2 separate regions of the Mus musculus genome follow, and region 1 is linked to region 2. The links are chromatin contacts, called in public HiChIP or PLAC-seq maps. All regions are on one chromosome and are shown on one strand. The core of a region is the stretch at or near the end of the contact, and the rest is flanking DNA. Distances in the headings are between cores, read along the strand shown.

Evidence for each region. HiChIP or PLAC-seq counts read pairs in DNA pulled down with a chosen protein or histone mark.
Region 1: an H3K4me3 HiChIP or PLAC-seq map of bone marrow-derived macrophages shows a contact between it and region 2, with 2.9 times the contacts expected there. The contact joins the enhancer-like site here to the promoter of Gzf1 in region 2. A contact is called at or near these places in 2 of 15 datasets of contacts at CTCF or cohesin (CD8 T cells and the NIH/3T3 cell line), 9 of 484 Hi-C or Micro-C datasets (the Ba/F3 cell line, ECoMG myeloid progenitors, Th1 cells and 6 more), 6 of 115 datasets of contacts at active chromatin or transcription factors (the 230-238 cell line, bone marrow-derived macrophages and embryonic stem cells) and 2 of 9 other capture datasets (adipose tissue and pancreatic islet).

Annotation. Positions count from the first base shown.
Region 1 is chr2:148,717,627-148,725,179 of GRCm38.p6, reverse strand. The region is part of intron 1 of Napb (N-ethylmaleimide sensitive fusion protein attachment protein beta); the gene reads left to right. Among named protein-coding and RNA genes, the nearest start is that of Napb, 11 kb to the left of the region's middle. Within about 2 kb of position 5,404, at least 42 of the 459 cell types and tissues checked have an H3K27ac peak or open chromatin away from gene starts, as enhancers often do. A contact at or near this core is called in CD8 T cells, the NIH/3T3 cell line, bone marrow-derived macrophages and 1 more, where this site is marked.
Region 2 is chr2:148,678,006-148,685,304 of GRCm38.p6, reverse strand. Gzf1 (GDNF-inducible zinc finger protein 1) reads right to left here and starts at 4,185. Exons shown (of 6, transcript NM_028986.3): 1 at 4,090-4,185; 2 at 337-1,711. The coding sequence starts at 1,694. It overlaps Gm46771 (a long non-coding RNA gene), which reads left to right and starts at 4,361. Exons shown (of 2, transcript XR_001783505.2): 1 at 4,361-4,480; 2 at 4,860-5,027.

The sequences.
Region 1 (7,553 bases), core at 4,155-6,654, 39 kb before region 2:
GTTTTATATTTTACATAGAGTCTCACTGTTTACCTCTGGCTGGCCTAGACTCAGTTATGTAGACCAGACTGGTCTTAAACTTCTGGTGTATGTTTTTTATACCACCTTTTAAAAATCTTTTTTATTTTACATAGATAGGTATTTAGCCTACATGTATGTCTGCACCATATGCGTGCCTGGTGCCCAAGGAGGCCAGAAAAGGATGTCAGATCTTCTGAAACTAGAGTTACAGACAGTTGTGAGCTGCCTTATATAGGTGCAGGGAATTGAATCTGTATCCTCTGTAAGAGCAGCTGAGGCAACTCTTCTGCCGTCTGGGGCATTTCTGGCTCTGTATCCTAAGCCTTTCAGAAGAGACTTACATTAGCTGTGCCTCTTCTGTGGCTCTGTTTTGTGAGCAACTCTGAAAGTGATATTGATGTGACTGGTTCTCAACTGTCGAAGCATTTTGTTGGATTTACTGTACTTTATAATTTATCTGATTCTGTTTACCTCTGGCTGGCCTAGACTCAGTTATGTAGACCAGACATAAGATGTTTGTGGTTTGTTCAGCTGTTATATTTATGACATAAAGCTTTTAAAAATAGTCCAGCTCCCGCTCCTTACTTAGACCTCGTTATTTCGTTTGTTCTAAAACACCTATCCCCGTGTGCTAGAACGTGTGTGTGCCTTCTCCTTCCTCCACTGCCTGCTTTTGTTGGTTTGGTGTGGGAGTTTTGCTATTTGTATTTAGACAAATACAAAATCCTTTGCATTTTTATTTTTTTAACCTTTCTCATTATCTCCTTTAGTCTTAGATCTGTAATAAATGTATCCAGTGCCCACCCACTGACATTCTCTGGTTCTCTTTTGTTTGTTTGTTTGTTTTTGGTTGTTCCGAGACAGGGTTTCTCTGTATAGCCCTGGCTGTCCTGGAACTCACTTTGTAGACCAGGCTGGCCTCGAACTCAGAAATCCGCCTTCCTCTGCCTCCCGAGTGCTGGGATTAAAGGCGTGTGCCACCATGCCCAGCTAAACAATTTTTTTATTAGATATTTTCTTCATTTACAATTCAAATGCTATCCCGACAGTCCCTATACCCTCCCCCCACCCTGCTCCCCTACCCACCCCCTCCTCCTTCCTGGCCCTGGCATTCCCCTGTATTGGGGCATATAATCTTTGCAAGACCAAGGGCTTCTCCTCCCAATGTTGGCCGACCAGGCCATCTTCTGCTACATATGCAGCTAGAGACACAAGCTCAGGAGGTACTGGTTAGTTTATATTGCTGTTCCTCCTATAGGGTTATACCTGAAGTTTGGGGTTTTATTAGTGGCACATGACAAATGGCTTAACTAGCTATTTGATAGCAGTGTGACTTTGTTTCTCTCTTTAGTTCTTGGAAAATTCAGCTGTCAGCTGTGTACGCTAGCATTGAAACCAATCCTAACTTGATTTTTTTTAGGTTTATAAGCACCTATGCCTTTTGATATGGGAGCCCAGAGATTTTCTTTATTTATGGAATTGGGTAGCTTACCAGGATTTCTCAGTGGACCTTAGTACAAGGTTGGCTGGTTCAGTGTTTGGATTCAGGTATTTTTTGTATCTTGGGAATTTTCCGAGATTCTGGCTAAAACATTTGTTTCCTCTTCCCTCTTTGGAGGACTCTTAAGTACATGGAGTCAGTCAGTCTCCTGGACTGCCTCCCACTGAGTCCAGGAGGACTTGCCCTTGACCCTGATAAGGGGCCCCAAGGAGCAAAAGAAGAAAGGACAGGCACATAGACACACCTATAGGTGGGCCATGCTCTGATGGAGAGTACCAACTATGCAACAACCCAGAACCTCAGTGTGATTGCTGCGTACAGCACACAGTAGAGATTTGCTAGTCTTAGTAAGTGCTCTCTGTACAGTTTCAGGCGGTAGGAAGCCTTTGCCACCCATTCTGAGGGTGACCCATGTGGGGAAGGCTTTGCCAATTTCTCATGGATGAGGGTGACCCATGTGGGGAAGGCTTTGCCAATTTCTCATGGATCTGAGATGTTGGATCCTAGACATAGCCAAACCAATGTCAACATCACACATTCACCCAAGACTTCCGTGGCGCCCCACAGCCAGCAGCAGCAGGTGGCAGCATGGGCTTCTGTAGTAGGAGAGGAGACTTTGCTGTTGTAGAGTTGGGTACAGTGTCCGGAAGGAGTGGCACCGTGGAGCAATAGTTAGAGGCCCCCTTCCTTAGGCAAGACTGAACTCATCTCTGCAGCTTGCCTTGCCTTCTCTCCTTGCTCTGCCTCCTGGTAAGGAGTTCCCTCCCTCTCTCCCAAAGGCAGTCTTCTAGAGACTGTGGCTCTGTCCAAGGTACTCTTTTTCAGTTTCCTGACCTGCACTGCACTGACCCTTCAGGTCTATGCCTGGCCTAGGGCTCCTAAGTCAGGGCTCCCTTGCTGGGGAGTGGTTCTCCCTGAATCTTAGCCCACAGACCTCCTCCCAACTTATATCAGGAGCCATGCACACTGGATTTGTTTCTTTTTACCTCCATTTGAGTGGAGGTTTTCTATATGCAGGTTGTGTTTGTACATTTATATTTAGGTAACATTATCCCTTGGGAGTTATAGCAGTTATTAATATTTTATAAAGATTGAAATTCATGTCAAAGATTACATTTTATAAAGGTAATTTTTTTTTTAGACAAAATTTCACTGTGTAGCTCTGGCTACAATTCACTATATAGATACAGATGGCATCGAACTCACGCTCAAGCCACTGCCTCCTTTGTGCTGGGATTAAAGGTGTGTGCCACCACCTACCTGGGAAGATGGGTTTAGAATGTCACTGGTCAGATCCGGTTGTGTGGAATTGGATTGGAAGTTGAATTGATGCTATCCTTTGCTTTCTTAGGTATTTACCTATCTTTGTTTGTTTGTTTGTTTGTTTTTTAAACCAACGTTCTGTTATTAGCTCTTATTGGTGCATACTCTTCCTATGAAGGCGGAGCTTCAGAGCATTGCCAGAAGTCCAGTCAGCCTTTTCAACTACCCATGCCTATCCTCTTACCTTAATCAGGAAATTAAACTCAATTAATACTTTTGTTAGCCAGTTGTTAAATGTGGAGTGGAGTGTTCTGCTTTCATGAAAATCCATGATTCCTCATCCACCCCCTTAAATAAGCAGAAACAATGAAAAGTTCTCAGAAAGTTGAATCTGAATATACAGGAGTGAGCTTTGAGGCATCTTTTTGTTGGCATGTGCTAGCACCCAACCTGGTTGCTTCTCCTCGTCTCCTAGCTGACTGCCTCTCTGAGCAGGCTGTGAATGGTATTACGTGCATGTGGTCCGAGCAAGATCCAAACCCTGGACTTTTAGACTTTTGTGCTGAACACTGAGCTCTGCCATCAGTTAATGGAAAAATGAAGGAACTTCTGATTGCTGCTTCCCCTCTCCCTTGGCCTGGGAATATCTTAAAGAGTATCTCCCTTCTCCTACTTGTTTAATAAACATGTTGTTTTCAAATGGCACATAAGTGTACTACAGTGGGACATTTCAATGTTAACTGTGTTGTGCAGACCAGAGCAGTTGTCAAAATTAATCACCCCAAGATACTTTTTATATCTCTGTGGAGAAAATTAAGAATCATCTCCACTGGCTATTTTGAAATGTTGTCAACAGTATTTATCCTGCTGTGCTGTAGAACATGAGACATTCTTCCATGAGATCACCTACATACCTGTACCTGTTAATCATCCTACCCCTCCCCCCTGCCTTCTCCTGCCCGTAACCCTTCCCAAACCTTGGTAACTACAGATCTATCCCATACTTCTGTTTTAGTCAGGTCCTCTGCAGCACCAGAAGCAGGGGATGGAAGAAAGAAGTCAGAATTTACTAAGTGGACTTTGAGATAGTAACAAGAGCCACATCACGCTGAGATGCTGAGAACCTGGTAGTTAGTCCTTAGGCAGGCTCCTAAACATGAAGAGTAATCCCACAGCAGCTGTCCCTTATCCTGAGGTCCTCATTACAACTCAGGTTTCACTTTCATGGCTTTGTGCAGTGGCTTCTCAGAGCCTCCTTGCAGGGAATCTAGCCACATGCTGCCTTGTTGCAGCGTCTTCTAAGACTCTAGAGCAAGCCTCTATGACCCCATTACTTATATTTTTCATCTCTCCAAAACCTTTACCATGTGTTCAATGCCAGATTCTGCTTGCTTGGGATGTAGCCTTTCCTCTTGGGCCATGGCTGCAGTGGTCTAAGCTTAGAAGAACATTTCTCTAGGTGGGTCTGTTAGAGCAAGATACCCTAGAGACTCTGTCAAACTTACTTCCCTCCCCTTTCCTTCCCTCCATCCTTCTTTGCAAGCCAAAGCATCATGTAGCCACACTGGCCTTAAACTCACTAAGTAGCTTAGATTGCAGTAGCATGCATCGGTCATCCCAGCAATCCTATGAGTTGGAGTGTGGAATAGAGACATAAGAATCAACTGGAAGCTCTCGGGCCAGCGAGTCTGGAGTATGCAGCCTAGCAGCAAAAACAAGGGAGACCCCACTTCAAAGAGGTGAAAGGGAGAACGAATTCCTGAAAGTTGTTCTGACCACCATGCACTCACCTGAAGTCTGATGCACACAAATGCACATATACAATTATTTTATTAAAGCTTTATTGTAAAACACTTGTAGGAGGAAAACATTCAGCAAGAATAGCTAGATCTAAAGTCTATACATCTCAGTGAACTTCAATACAGAATAAAAGTAGTTTTAATATGCAGGGTTTTCCAACAAGTTCTGAAGTTCTTGGTGTATGCAGCCATGCTCCCTCCCCACCCCCTGCTAAGACACTTTTCGTATTCTACTCAGTGTCTGTGATTTCTCTTTCTTGGCTGTAGTCTCTTTAACACTTGGCAGATGCTTTCTCCAAGCTCATGTTAACTCACAGCTTTTATTTTGCTTTTTTGTGACAAGGTTTCTCTGGGTAGCCCTGACCATCTTGGAGCTCGCTCTGTAGACCAGGCTGGCCTGGAACGAAAAGATCCAACTGCCTCTGCCTCCCAAGTGCTGGGATTAAAGGTGTGAGCCACCACCATCCTGGTGGTGCCACCACCACCCAGCTGCCCGCAGGTTTCAAACTGCTCATATTCCTTTCCTCTAGAAACTATATTTTCCCGATCTTTCTACTCTATTTGTCCACCTAAATCTGGTTAAGAGCACTAAGCAGTGACCATTCTGTAGCCTGGATATTGTTGTGTCTTGGAATTCTACAAAGTACATAGTCCATTACTTTTTAATTCACCCTCATGCACGTTTTCAGGATGGGGCAGAACCTAGCCAGATTCTTTGCCAGAATGTGCCACAAATGGCCCTGTTCCTGTTAGAGTCCTTGTTTCTCTCTGAGACCCAGTGAGTCACACCCTCACTGTTCACATTTGTATCATCATCCTTCCCTACCCCCACTGCAATAGCACATTAATCTCTATTTATAGCTCTCTGGGGCTTTGCTAGTCTGTGTCTCCAGTCTCCTCCATATTTCTCCTGCAAATCAGCCACATGAACAGATTTATCACTGTAATAACCCCACTTCTGATACAGATGTTTTATTATTTACTTTTTGCTGCGACAGGATATCTTATTAAAGCAACTTAAGAATTTATTTGGCTTGAGGTTTGAGAGAAGTCCATCATGGTAGAGGTGTAATAGGAAGTGGTTTCATTACTACAGGATCATGTGGCTGGGACTCCTCACCTACAGAACAGGAAGCAGAGACCATACAGGAAGCAGGGCCCAGCAATAAATATCAAGGCCCACTCAAGTGGCCCATTTCCTGCTTAGTCTGTATAATGTATGTATGTATGTATGTATGTATGTATGTATGCATGCATGCATGCAGGGCTGACCATTTAAAATTGGATAATTAATTGGTAATTCTTCCCTAGGGAAGACTATTTCTCTCACTCCCATTCCTTAGTCGCGTGTAGTTCTTTGTGAAGGGTTGAAACCTTGTGGGCTTTACCCCCTCGTCTACTTGGGTGTGTCTCTTGTTATTTTTATTCAGCTCATGTTTAGGCTGTGATGTTGGTGAGACTTTATGGTTATAGCTTCTGATGTTCCTAGGAGATAGTACTCTCACACAAGCTCCCTGATTGGCTCTTAAAAATCTTTCTGCCCCCTCTTCCTCAGTGTTCCCTGAGCCTTAGGGGAGTTGTTTTGTAGGTGTATCCATTGGGACTGGGTTCCACAGGTTTGTTCTTATTGGTCATGGCTTTCTATAATGGTCCCCATCTTGTTGCAAAGAGGTTTCCTTCAAGAGTGATGAAGACTAGACTTATCTATAAGTATAAGGACAAACATTTAGAATGTACAAGTTATGTTTTTGCTGTTTAGTAAAGTGGAGGTTGTCGCTGCTCCTTCAAGATCTATGACTTCACTAGTCCTGGGTAGTGGCAAGGTTTCCATTATCAGGTAGATATCCTTCTTGTTGAGCAGGTCTTACGTCTAATTAGAGAGCTGTTGGCTGCTGCCATGGTATGAGTGCTAGTATTGCACTCCTAGGGTTATAGTGTTGCTGGTTTGTCTTTGTGGTTCACAGGCATCATAGCTGAGTAGGACTGTTGCTTGTCTTCCTCCTTTGGATGCTTGCGTGGTGCTTTTTGGTACCGTAAACGCTAGTCCTCAGGGAGGAGACATTCAGGTCAGTTCCAGCTCAGGTGTCTTCAGCAATAGAGACTTTACTTGCACCCCTTGGAGGCAATCAGTGGCAATATCAATAGCCTGTAGTATTTGAGATACTGACCAACCAATAGCTCAAAAGAGGGCTTTTCATGCCGAGTTTTAGACATTTTTGTTGTATCGTCTTTGGCTCTTGGAGGGAACACTTTCAACCCAGATGAGAAAATTTCATGTAAATTTATACATACTTATATAGACTTATATATACATTATAGATTTTTAGGGAAGATAGTTAATAGTAATAGTATGATTTCTTAGGACTTTTTCAGGCTTTCTTATCCTCTTTCCTTTTTCATATTTATGGCAGAGATACTTTTAAACAGAGAGTGAGTGGATTTGTCTCTCCTTTCTCAATATTTTCTATTTTTGCTTGCTACCTTGAGGAACACGTGGACAGCTTATTAAAAATTGCTATGTGGAGCTGGGCTCACTACTGCATGTCTGGAATCCTAGGACTGGAGAGGCAGGGGGATCTTGAGTTTAAGGCTTGCCTATATAGAGCAAGGCCTTGTGTCAAAACAAACATCAGTAGCAACCCCCCCCCCCCCCGAAAAACAAACAAAACAGAAAGCAAACTCAACAACAGTAAAACCACCAGGAGCAGCAAACAAAACAAAACAAAACAAAACAAAACAAAACACCAAAAAAACAGTGATGTGGACAGATTCTTCCATCAACACACTCACAGCCAATGCTGTCATTGTAACCTGTGTGCCGGGCCCTGGTCTGACCTCTTGCTGCAGGATAGGCTGAGATGTTCCTGCCAGTAATAAGCACAGTGGTTCTTGTCTTTGTAGCAGCCCTCAGGGTATCCGGATTATAGCCCTGAATTCTCTCTGGTTGTGCCTGCACACAGATACATTGC
Region 2 (7,299 bases), core at 2,936-5,435:
TGGAGACCTCAGGCTACCAGGAGGCATACAGCACCTAGAATTCTGGATGGCTCTCCTGTGTCCTGGCCTTATGCGTGGGAGGAGGGGGCCAAAGGTTCTCTGAGAAGTTGAAGAGCCACTTCCCTTACTTCCTCCTCCAAAGAGGATTAAAAATTGCCTCAATTTCCCAAGTCCTAGATGGCACCAGTGGAGAAATGAAGATATACAGAGACAGACATGTTGGTTCAAGTCCTAAAACCATCTCCAACTGCCCAGAGCATGTTAGCACATGGGAACCCACATCCCTGCATGCAGGCCAGCCCTGCTCCACATAGCAACATTCCCAGGTAGCCGCACCTCAGGTGGGTTTTAAGAGCTGATGGCTGTGAGAACTTGGCATCACACTTGGTACAGCCATAGGGCTTGTCGCCTGTGTGTGTGCGCTCGTGCAGCCGCAGAGCAGTCTTGGAGCTCAGGCCTTTGCCACACTGGCCACAGCGGTGCCGCTCGCCACCACCCTCATGCACCTGCAGCACATGCCGTTTCACATCTTTCTTGCGTTTGAACTTCTTGGCACACATTTCACACGGGAAGTGGCGCTCGCTGCTGTGCACGTGGCGCTGGTGGCTCTTCAGGTTGCAGCGGTTGGCAAAGGTCTGGCCACAAGTGTCACATCGGTACACCACTTCGGTGGCCACACCATGGTGGTACTTGATATGTTTCAGGAAACTCTTCTCGTACAGGAAGGCCTTGTCACAGACTGTGCACTGGAAGTTACTCTTCTTCTTCTCCTCCCCGTCCTTTCCTTCTTCCTCTTCCTTCTCCCCCTCCACTTTCTGCAGGCTTTCCTCCAGTTCTACACTAGCAGGGCAAGCCTCACTTTTGGCAGCTGGCTCAGTCTCCATCCTCTCATTGTCTGGGCTTTGGTCCTGAGGACACTTGTCATTCTCTGCGGCTTCCTCAGCACTTTTCTGCTGTTCTCGGAGCCTTCTTGTATATTTCTTTTTGGGGATTTCCACAAACACCTTTTTTCCAGCCAGCCTCCCACTTGCTCTTCTGATTTTAGGGAAGGGAGGCTTAGCCACATCTTTCTTCTTGTCCAGTTTCTCCTTACACTTCTTGGATGGTGTTTCTGGTGAGAGCCCATTGCCCAGTCTCTCTATTGGGTAGTCGGAGGAATCTACAAGGCCATTGGAGTGAGCATCCTCCCCTGGTACACTTGCTTTGGAGCTGGGGGTCACACTCACCTGGGGGCCACTGCTGGCCTCCACCTCCTGAGACTCAGAGAAATTCTGCAATTCCAAAAGGACAGACTCCAGCATCTGCTTCTTTAGCTGCAAGCATGTTTCAGACAGGTCCAAACACTTTAGCTTCTCAGCCACTTCGAGCATCTGCTGCACACGGTCTTCTTCTACCCGCACTTTGGCAGTATAGACAAACTCCAGAAACGAAGCAAAGTCAACAGCCTGAACTTCATTCAAGTAAACATTAGTCCTGGTTCCATCTGCACTCTTCTCGTTTAGGAACACCTCCTTAAAAAACTTGCTGGTGGCCGCCAGCACTGCTTTATGGGCCATGAAGTCTTCATGGACACCCTGGTTCTCTATGCTAACAGTGACATCACACAAGTGGCCCAGAAGGCGGAGCTCATGCATCTCATGCAGAAGGTTGAGTGGTGAAGATTTGGATTCCAGCAAAACTGTGCCACTTTCCATCTTCCTTCTAAAAGCAGCTTTGAAAACAAAATCAAGACTCAATCAGCTCACGAATGAAGACCAAAGAAAGGGCTTGAAATTATGTGAGTTACATTGGTTCTTAAGAATATAAACAGTAACTAACATACTCAAATCTTCTCATTGAAAGATTCAAATCACTACTGGATGTGGCAGCATGTATCTATAACCAACACTGCCAGGTAGGATCCCAGCATTTAGAAGGTAAAGACAGGAAGACAGGAGTTCAAAACCAATCTTGGCCAACTTTGAGGCCAGCCGGAACTATATGAGACCCTATCTCAAAACAACAACAACCATTACTCAAAGATAGGGTGGAAGAGTTGGCTCAGCAGCTAAGAAAAGTACATGCTGTTCTTGCAGAAAACCCAAGGTTAATCCCAGCACCCACACTGGGTGACTCACAACTGCTCTACCTCCAGTTTTAGGGGATCTGACTTCTCAGACACCTGCATTCACTTGCACATACCCTAACAAAGAAATGTGCATAGTATTAAAAACAAAATGGATCTTAAAAAAAAAAACACATATAGAACACAGAGTCCAATTACACTTCACTTCTTATCAGTTTCTAAAGTCCCAGAAAGGCTTTCATGAGAAATATTCTCATGAAAACAATACTGGCAAGCCTTCCCCCAGTGCTGAGCACAAATGATAAGTTCACCTTTAGTGAAACTCATTAAGGCAGTAATTTGCTTATCAAGGTTATTTTCTAATCTACTCAAAGACATATTCCAAAGTATAGGAAAATTTACATCTAGTTGGGTTTTTTTGAGCAAGAAATTGTTATTTGATAATCACTTTTACCACTGAAAACAGCACTTCCTAGAAAAATAGCTTAAAACCCATCCTTATTTGCAATGTCCTTAAACACCAGGTAAACTGAGCTGCTCTCCTGAAATAATTCAAGTTCCAGAGCGTTTACAAACTGTGTAACCTTGAGCAAGTGGGAAGCTTCTCTGGACGTTCACTTCTTCCTCTTGAAGACCCAGCCATTCTGAGCCTTTATGGAACACAACATAGCAAACACTTCCAACTTGTCTGACCTTTGCTGGTTCATGGTGGGCTTCCTACACACCTGTAAAGGACATCTCATCTTACGGGTGACAGGCCAGTATGATTAGCTGGCTGATGGGCATCTTGAACCGGAGCCTCATGCCCGTCTTGGTTCAACTATAGTTTGTCAACAACCCCCTCAACTCCAGCTTCACCAAATGAAAGGTTATTCCCCTGCAGTTAACATATCCCCCAAGATTCCTGTCCTGGATTCCAAAATGCTAGCCCAACTTCCTGTCTTCTGCTTTGTGCACTCTTCTCAGAGTCCTCTGTCTCTGAATCTAACTTCCTTTTCCAGGCTTACATGGGTCTCCAAGTCTCCACCCTCCAGAGCATTCCTAGATCTCCTTCACCTGACGCTAGACATCACCTTGGATTCCATATGTCTACCTGGATCTGCCATTGCCTCTCCATTTCATTCAAGAGACCACTACCCAAAATCTCCAGTCTCAAACACAGAAAAGACTCCTAGAGAGTGCAATTGTAAATTTGGCACCTGTGGAATGTCATGTTGACTAAAGGGGACTCTACAGGGAACACTACCTACCTACAGAGGAAGCTTAAATAAAGGAAATACTGGTATGAGAGAGACAAGAGGCAAGTACTCAAGGGCCAATGCTCTTCAGAATCCCCGGCCCCAGCCTGAAGACTAAAGCTGAAGACCCCTCTTGGCCCGATGCCCATACGGCCAGCCTGATTTCCTAACACCTCGCCCTGGTCCCTCAAGGGAAATCGAAGTTCTTCCAGGAGATCTGGCAGCGACTTCACCATCAGCCAAGAAGGCCCTGAGCAGATTTCCCTGTTTACCTCCCCTGGGGGCAGACACCGGTCATAGCGAGCGGCTATTTGAGGTCTAGTGACAGCTGTGTTCCATTGTAACTCATTGGCATTCGGCCGTCTCAGGGTGGGCCTAGCCTCCTCACCAAGGTCGCCTAGTAGTCCCGGGGTCGGGACTCCCAGGCCAGGCCTCCAGGAGACGCTGTTCTCCGCAGCCTGCCCACCCTAGAGGGATCCTGGCTCTCAGGCAGGGAATAAAGGTCGGTGTCGGTGGCCTCTCTGACTGCACCACCTCTGACCCCACCTTGGCTACCCCGAGTCCCGGACCACCGATGATCTTCCAAAGCCGCAGGGAGAATGAACTCTGGCGGCAAGGTCCAGCCCTTCCTCCGGCCTCCAGAGTCCAGCCTGCGTGGTCATTTCGGCCTGTCCCGCCGCACCCCCGTACTCCCCGTCCTGTGCCTACATCCCCCACAGCCCGCCGCTCCAAGGGACAGAAGACAGAGGACAGCCTAGAAGACGAACCAGTCGGCAGCACGCTCACCTCTTAGCCAGTGCCTCCACGGACCCGTACCCTGGCCCAGGCCAGCAGGGACAGCGGACCGCAGGGTCCGCGGATTGGTCGCCACGAGCGCGCCCCGCCCCCTAGTGGGCTCCGCCCCCCGTAGGCTAGGAAGGCGCTGCGCGCGCACCTCCAGCTGCAAAGGCGGTTCCGGCCGTTGGTTACGTGATCTTACGTGAGTTTGAGCAGGGCCCCTAGCTAGCAGATCCCGGATTTACCACCAGCGTCTATCCAAGGCCGCGCCTGCGCAGAACACCGCAGTGGTTGGGGGCAGAGCTATTTGACAAAGTTGGGACAAGCTCCAGCTGCGCAGCTAGGCATTGGTCAGCAGGTTGCTGGAAGCAGGATTTTTCTAGCCTTCCGGGGTGCCTCGGTGGGTCAAGTCTTGGCGTAGGGCACGGCCGGGGTGGGATGGGAAGGCTGGCGCAGCTTTGTATTTCTTGAATCATTCCGCTTTAAATCCCACTCATGATCTTAATTAAAACCTGGTCATTAGAAAATCCTGCCTGACACTTCCAGTTCCCGGTAAATGTTGATCATGCTTCCACCTACTGCTAAAGCTTTACGAAGTCGCCTCCCTACTGCCACCAGCCAGCTAGACCTCTTCTTGCTGAGAATAGAATGTCTCTGGTCACTTCTTTCGTTGAACATTTAGTTTAGCGAAACAGTGCTTTTTCCTCCCTTTAAAATATATCTAATCCTCTAGAAAACTAACTGGCCTCTGTCTTAATACAGACCGTGTCTTTCTCTAGGGTGGAAGCCGGCTATTTCAAGTAGAAATGCCCACGAGATTGATAGCTCCTTCAACTTCCCAAATGCCTTGTTCTTTTAACTAGCTCCTGCTGCAAAGAGGCGATCTAGCCACTGAATTAAGCCAATTACCTGAAATAAAAGTTCTTACAAGGTGAAGTTAGTTTAAACTATGACTTCAATAGATATTGATGATTATATCTTGGAATACACGTGTGTGTGTGTGTGTGTGTGTGTGTGTGTGTGTGATAAGCCATAAACTGTTTTGCTACACAGAAGAATGAAATCTCGATTTACAACCCAGTTTGGAATATAAGTAAAACCATTTTGTGTGATTTGAAATAATGTAATGTTTTCAAGATGTGTTATGGAGCCAACCACATGGCAGCTCCTATGAGCCAAGCAGGCTTCGATATGCTGATGAACCAACCCTGAGCTGGGAGTCCCTTAATCTTTATAATAGCATGGTATTATAGGGAGTGTTTGTGTGAATAAACTGAGCATATTCAAAAGGGAAATCTATGTGTACGAAAAATGAGACAGAAGTATTTAAACTCTAGCTCAACAGGCTGAGACTGCTTTATTGGACCAGCAAGGGGCCCCGACATTTCTGTGGGATGAAAGTTGAGTGCATTTAGTTGGACTGGTGGAAAGGTATATATTGTCGTTCCTAAGCAGGGGGGTGGGGTGGGGGTGGGGGGCAATTAGGAGTTGCCCTGACAACCGCACCTCCTCTTCTGTCTCCCACTACTGGCTTCTGGGAGATGTCACCTCAGCCAAAGCCGCCTGAGGCATGGATAGTTTTCCCATCCAGATCCATGGGCCAAGTGAACAAAAGGGGTGTGGGGGAAAAGCCACCAATCCCTGAGCAGGAAAACTCACCAATCGCTGAGCTCCCCAAGCTCAGGATTTGAAATCCCAGAAATCCTGACCCCGGAAATCTCTGCCCTGAAAAGCTCCTCCCCTAAGAAATCCGGTATAACAGCTCCTCCCGCCCGCCCACCCCCCATCCCCCACCCCCGGTCTATGATTCAGCTCACTGTTGTTGCTTCTCCCTGGAGCCTGGAGCAGAGGCAGCTTTACTCCTGGAGTTTTCTAACGAAATCTATGTGAGGTTTGCTGTGCAGTGAGCTGTAACACTTTCCCTAGAACAGAGAACAGACAGCTGTTAGACTCCCAGTCTCCCCAGCAGAGCAGGCAGTGACATTTCTATAGGGCAAGTCTTTCACTTCAGAGCTGCAACACTTAACATTTATCTACACTTATATATCTACACACATCAGTGGGTAGCTACCAGGCTAAAGTGCCTGGCCAACTAGAGCTAAGGCGCAACCAAAGGAAGGTTTTATTAGCTTGCTTTAAGCATATGCATTTACATAGGCTTTCATCCTTAAGTCCCTGTTGGGTTCTGGCCCCAGGTTACACTTTGAACAATTTTAACAGAGAAAGGAGACTGAAAGTCTGGCTGCTTAGGCAAATAGTAGATTTACACAGCAAAGATACAACATTTTGTCAGAATTGTTTTAAGTACACCAGTTTTGTTGTAGCACTGTTTTGGTTTGGTTTTTGGTGCTTTGTTTTGTTTTGTTTGTTTGTTTGTTTGTTGAAGGGTTGTTACCCAGGGGCAGTACAGGGGACTTAATGATGGTTGTAATCTTGCATCCCCCCCCCCCACACACACACCTTGAGCTGCCTTTTACACATGTCTTTGGGGATGGATCTAAAGGCTGTAGCCAATTGTGGTGAACACACATTTGAGCATCCTAACATCCTAATTTTTTCTTCTAACAGGCCTGATTAATATACTACTACTTATCTTTGGGGGTGTTTTGGAGGTAACTCCTTTAGCTAAATTCCACTTGTGTGATTTAATGCCTTCTCTGAAAAATCTATTAGTAAATCATTTTTATAACGTCAATTCTATCACATAGTTTCTTCTACACCAATGTAACTAAAGTCTGGATTAAATCCTGGTCACCACTTTTCATTTGTGCCCCCTGTACTTGGCTCAGACTCCTGCTTGACTCTGCTGACCTCACTTCATCCCCCCTCGGTAAATCATTGCTTTACCCTTTCTTCAGATTATCCCGGATTTTAGAACTACATATCTGACCCATACACTTCTTTGTGCCAAGGGACTGAAACTATCCCCAAGCAATGGTAAGACAACACAGAGCCAAAACCTCACCAACAAGAAATCACCAGCAGATAAAGAATGCTACTAAACAATTCTCATTAGAATATGAGTAGGGTCAAATTCTCCATCGCGCGCAACCACTGTTGGATTGATATCCCGCAGCGCTTTGTCCCTCACACTGGGAGACTCAGGCAGCCACTGAGGCCCAGGTCTCTTGGCTTGCCGCCTAGTTTCCCGGGGAACCATCTTGTAATTGGCTCTGGGTGGTCGCGTGGTGATGACGTGACACCCCACCCCAGTCCTAA